2 separate regions of the Mus musculus genome follow, and region 1 is linked to region 2. Evidence: chromatin contacts called from public HiChIP or PLAC-seq data. All regions are on one chromosome and are shown on one strand. The core of a region is the stretch at or near the end of the contact, and the rest is flanking DNA. Distances in the headings are between cores, read along the strand shown. Region 1 holds the start of Hibadh (3-hydroxyisobutyrate dehydrogenase). Region 2 has its middle 15 kb from the start of 1700094M24Rik.

Region 1 (2,700 bases), core at 28-2,527, 160 kb before region 2:
AAGGTTACAAGTCTTGTTTTAGTGTACTGAAGATAAAAATTCTCCAGTGGAAATTGAATACTTTGCGATTATCCTCAAGGAACAGATATTCAAATATGTATACTGTCTTACTTAGGGTTTCATTGCTGTGAAAAGACACTATAACCATGGCCACTCTTATAAAAACAAAACCATTTAATTGGGGCTGGCTTACAGTTGCAGTGACCTAGTCTATTGTCATCATGGTGGGGCACATAGCAGCATCCAGGCAGACGTGGCGCTAGAGTTGGTGCTGAGAGTTCTAGGTCTTGATCTGAAAGCAGCAGAAGGGGACTGTGTGCCACACTAGCTGTCGTTTGAGCATATGTAAGACCTCAAAGCTGGTCTCCACAGTGATGCCTTTCCTCCAACAAGGCCACACCTTCTCCAATAAAGTCACACCTCCTATGTGCCAAGCACTCAAACATATGAGTCTATGGGGGCCATGCTTATTTAAGCCACCAAATATACCAAATAGTCAAATAAGGAAAGATCAGCAAAATATCTGTTTTTATAATATACATATATACTACTTCCTGGGTTTAAATGTACCATTAGATTTTGGGTTCAAAAGATGCAGGTTGTAGAAAATTTTAAACATTGACGCATTTCTTGGAACTCAGTAAGTTCCTAGAAATTCTACTCTTCAAAGAGAACAGTGCTATTAAATTACTTCCCTACTACTTTTCAAATACGACTGGAAAAACCATTGAGTTGTATATCACATAGATTTCAGTTATTACACACATGGTAGATTCTGTGATTGTGTTTCAACAGACGCTGAAAATATATATGTTAACCCTGGGAGGTCCATGTATTTATTACTGAAGTTAAAAATGAGTCCCTATACTAGGAAACACAACATTTCTGCTCTTTCCTTTAATACTGCAGTAGCTGCGGTTCTTGTCTGGGAGGAAGAAAAACAATTAGCAGCCCAGTGAAGAGGCAGTTGCTCAGTGCAGGTGCTCGGAGGAGGCGGTAGTGAGCGACAGCCACCGCCTCCCACACACCCCTCAGCTTTTGGGTAAACAAGAATTCTCTCACCCAAAGGTTGTAAATTCAGCAGGAGCCGGAGGCAAGGCAGGGCGTCTATGGATTTCGGGATCCTGATTGGACTGTTCCCGACTCCGGCCACGCCTCTCAACACAGTGCTCCGCCCCGCGCTGGGCGGAGTCCAAGCCGAGCAAGGAGAGCGCGTGCGCGAGCTGTCCTTACGGAGGTGCGGGCCATCCCGGCTGCGCACACTCGTAGTTCACAGGCCGTGTGTGAGGCGGCGGAGGTCACGGCGCGGAGGCGGGGCGGGGGACAGCATGGCAGCCTCCTTGGGGTTCCGGGGAGCAGCCTCCGGCCTCTGGTACTGGAGCGGCCGGCGGCGGCCCGTGGGCAGCCTTGCAGCGGGTAAGGACCTCGCGCCCCATCTGCTCTTCTTCCTCTGGTCATCCGAGGAGGGCTTTTCGCCCGAAGGGCTGCGGTTGGTTTGAGGGTAAAAGCGACAATTGTGGTCGCCTCCTAGGCCTGGGCCCCCTTGTAACTGCCTCCTGAGCCGTCAGCCTTCCACTCCTGCCCTATGCCCGGCTCCAGATTGTTCAGCGTTTCCTCTGCGGGACCCAGGAACAGCTTGTGATGAAGGGAGGAATGTTTGGGTCCCTGGCGTGCGCTTTGGATTTGGGGCTCCTAGGACATTTGGAGGGCTCAGCTCCAGAGGTGACCCCACCGCACCCACCTCTGGGACCCCTGGCCTTCCAGCTCCCTGGCTTCACCCTAAGCGGGGGCTCCCTCAGACTTCAAGGCCTAATTTGTGTTTTAACTACTCTAGTCGGTGGCATGGCGGTATCCTAGAAATCCAGCAAAGTTTGTCACCCTTGACCAGCAAGCAGAGCGAACTCCATTATGAAATGGAGTTGTGCTGCCTCAAAGTGGTGGACTTTTGTCGAAATATTAACCACAATTCTTTGCCTCAAAGTTGTGTCTATAACCTAACCGACTACTATGCTGTGCTGCAAGTATGGAAAGTGACCAGGTTTTAAGCTTTTAGAGCGACATGAATATCTGAGAACTGCTTTTCACATGAGGATCTCCCAAGGCCTTAGAATGAGTAAATTGGGACTTCTCCAACAAGATCCAGGAAGTACCCCTTGTTTCTCCCTGACTCTTGGATTTTCTAGGACATCAAGACACCTCTTTAATTAAGAATTGGTTGAAATGGTCATTACCAAGGCTTTTAGAATGCAGTTTCTCATTTGCTGTGGACATGACCATAAAGAAAAATTCCCATGAGGGTTTTCATATGCTACTTGTCTAGCAGTTAACCTGTTGGGAACATGTGTTGAAAAAAAAAATTGGTTGATTTGTGGGAGATACCGAAGGATTTTTTTTTTTAAATGTAAAAGTTTATTTTAACAATGTGCTGGTTAGCACTATCATATACAGGACTAGCAAACAAAACACCGTTGCCTTTGCTTAGCATGCAGGAGGCTCTGGATTCAGGGTGCTTGTGTTCACTTGTTTTAATTTTTGTGTAAGAAATATGTTGGGAGTTGATTTCTGAGCAGCTCCCAGTCTTTGCCCTCAGGAAAAACTTATGAAATTTCTTTCTGCTTTGGAAGAGCATTTGTGTGCAATAGGTAGCAGATGACAGATAAGGAATTGTGATTAGCCAGATGCAAACACATGATTTTGGAT
Region 2 (2,979 bases), core at 234-2,733:
CATACAGCCTGTGACCCCATAGGACCAAAATCTCCATGAGAGCAGGGGCAGAATGAGACCAGCTCATTTTAATCCCTAGATCTCAGTGTACAGCCTGGCACCGTGATCATTCAGCCAGCTTCTGGTTCTATTATTTTCTAGCTTCCTGGCCAGAATATAGAGAGCCTTATGGCACACTTGCTCATCTCCCTTCCAGAGGAGGACCTGGTCCCCAGTAGGCACCTAACAGACATTTGTTGGGTGTGTGGTTGAGTGGGTGGAAGTGTGATCTGGGAGCTATGAGAATATCATTCCAGATGCCATTGATTTCGAAGGAGTTGAGAGGAATGCTGGCAAAGAACTTAGCTAAGGAGGAGAAATTGGAGTTGGGCCTTAAAGAATAGCTCAACCAAGAAGCCATGGCTAATGGGGGCAGATGATGGGGCAAGAGAGGCAGGGCCATGTTTGGGATAAACAGACCCAAAGGGGAAGGGATAGTTTGGTTTGTGACAGTGCACCATGGGAGATGAATCTAGACAAGTGGCTTAAAGCCATCGTAAAGGGTCTTAGATACAGTCATGATCATTAGGATCCTGTTGGAAGGCTGCCACAGGCTTTTATAGGACAGAGCGTCAGATCTCACCAGAGAAAGTGTGCAGAGGATGCATAGACTGCGGAGTGAGACCAACTAGCAGCAAAGAGGACAAAACTGAGCATCCTGCTATGGCCGAGATGGTAGGAGATCGGTGTGGAGGAGCCTAGAGGCTCATTGTGTCATCTTGGGGCATCACACCAGAGAGATGTTCCATGAGTCTAGTGAGCTCAGGCAGGGATGTGCACAGGATAGTCCCCCAACCCTGAGAAACACCCAACCCCATGCTAGCCATACCAGGCCTAGTACCCTTAGGAGAATGACTAGCAGACCGGAGATAGGCACAGGAAGTGGATTGCTGCTTTGCTGATGCCAAGACAGCAATGCTACAATGCTACACATTTGGAATCTGGGTTGTAAGTTCAAGGCAAGTCCAGGTCCCTTAGCAATGCGTTTTCTCAGCATGAAGGGCTTAGGATCTAGCTAAGTATTTACATAGCCTGTGTGAAGCTCTAGGTTTAACTCCCAACACCAAATAAATAAAATAAAGTAAAACACAGAATCTAAAAGTGACTCCTTTGAGTTATTTAGATGTTTTGACTCTGGAGTTAGAGTGACAGATACCTTAGTGTATACTGACCTGGGTAAATATGATCTTATTGTAAACAAATAATTGTCAACAGGAGGCACTATTAAGTTAAGGAGGGGACACAGGAAAAGTGGCATGGTGAGCTACTCACACACAGGGCAGCATTCCGGGAAGGCCAGCCCGGTCCCTCTGTCCTTTTATTAACTTTTCCTGTTTTTTTTCTTTCAGTTCTGCTTTTTCTAAGAAGCGCTTCCTCAGGTCTTCCCTCAATAGCTCCTTCACAGTGAGGTCACTTCCTATCAGAAACTGAGCCCCACCGCACACACTTCCTCCTCTCCTTTTGTCTGCCCACCCTCAGCATGCCCAGAGTTCACGCCTATGTAGACCATGAGCCTCTCCCTATCCAGACAAGGATCTCTGTTCTGCTCGGTGTCACACCCTCAGCACTTAGAAGGGAACCTGGCACAAAGCAGATACTCAATTAAACCTTTGCCCAGTGAGCGGCTAGTTGACTGAAGGGAGCCCCAGTTCTCAGGCAGCAGGAGTTGCCATGACATGCTACCTGAATGTTGCCATTCCTCCACCGCCCCCTCCCTTCCATGGTTAGCAGATAATGAACGTTTCATTCGCAAGCAGAAAGGGGTGAGGGGAAGAAGAAGGAAAAGGAAAGAAAAAAAAATCCACACTCTGCTGAGGCTACCTGCACAGGAGGCAAGCCAGGAGGTGGTCTGGCCACCTCCACACTCTCTCCTGTGCGGAGGCAAGACACGCCCAGCAGATTCTGCAGCCGTCTCTGCACATTCTTGGGACCACTCTGTGGGGAAGGTGGCTGCTCAGTCCCAGGGTTTTCTTCTATGAGCCCATAAAGCCGTATCAGAACTGCTAGGCTCATAATCAAATTTTAATGACTGTCTGCTTTCCTTCCTAGATGTTTATAGTCCTCTGCACTCTGATTAGGGTTTGGGTCCCACAAGATAGTTAAAAGGCCACAATTTGCACTGGGTGTTTTATTTTTTCGGAGTTAAGTGAGTGAGGAAATGTCCTTTTGATCTTCCCGCGGTGGAGAAGGGCTGTTTGTGTTTTAAGGTCTTTACCGATTATGTGAGTTGGATGCAGGGCCCAGTCTGAGACTGGCCTTCTGGGTGGTTCTAAAGACCTTCAGGTTTTGTTTTGTTTTGTTTTTTCTTCTCCTGTCTGTCTACACCCCAGGTGCTGAAGGGACAGAGGAAAGCTAGCAGAAAAAGGCGTGGGAAGGAAAAAGGACAGGTTGTTATAGAGTCCAGCCTCTGATCACTGTGCCAAGAGAGCAGAAGACATTTTGCTGAGGGCTCCATTGCTTCATAGGAAGGTGTGGCGGAAATAGAATTTAACATCTCACGGTGCATTTATCACTATTCTCCTCAGAGGGAGGGGGAAAAAAAAACCCTCACAGAAGAACCTTGAAGGGGGAAGAATTGAGTTTTAAAAAATATTTATTCTTTATTACCTTTATGTGTAAGTCTGTGTATACACAGGAATGCAGATGCAGTTTTGGGTTGCACATGAAGTTGCGAGTCACCTGACATGAGGGCTGGGAGTTAAACTTGGGTTCTTCTGGAGGGAAAGTGCGTGGTGCTCTCAGCCCCTGAGCTCTCTCTCTGGGCAGGGAGGCTTGGTTTGGGCTCTACAGGACACAGACCATCATGGTGAAGAAGGCATGGAGACTGACGTTCCATGGCTGTCAGGAATCACCACCACCACCACCCCCCGCCCCCCATGTAAGTTCTACCTCTATGGCCTGTCAGCTAGCTAGACCCTATGTCTGGAAGGTTCTACAACC

The links. HiChIP or PLAC-seq counts read pairs in DNA pulled down with a chosen protein or histone mark.
Region 1: a contact with region 2 is called in an H3K4me3 HiChIP or PLAC-seq map of bone marrow-derived macrophages, with 3 times the contacts expected there. The contact joins the promoter of Hibadh here to the enhancer-like site in region 2. A contact is called at or near these places in 1 of 39 promoter capture datasets (the C10 cell line), 1 of 484 Hi-C or Micro-C datasets (uterus), 4 of 115 datasets of contacts at active chromatin or transcription factors (bone marrow-derived macrophages, embryonic stem cells, microglia and 1 more) and 1 of 9 other capture datasets (adipose tissue).

What each region holds. Positions count from the first base shown.
Region 1 is chr6:52,638,877-52,641,576 of GRCm38.p6, reverse strand. Hibadh (3-hydroxyisobutyrate dehydrogenase) reads left to right here and starts at 1,277. Exons shown (of 8, transcript NM_145567.1): 1 at 1,277-1,416. The coding sequence starts at 1,329. LOC115490472 (a small nucleolar RNA gene) reads left to right here and starts at 2,222; the gene lies at 2,222-2,343.
Region 2 is chr6:52,476,070-52,479,048 of GRCm38.p6, reverse strand. No RefSeq gene overlaps it. Among named protein-coding and RNA genes, the nearest start is that of 1700094M24Rik, 15 kb to the left of the region's middle. Within about 2 kb of position 1,483, at least 77 of the 459 cell types and tissues checked have an H3K27ac peak or open chromatin away from gene starts, as enhancers often do. A contact at or near this core is called in adipose tissue, bone marrow-derived macrophages and microglia, where this site is marked.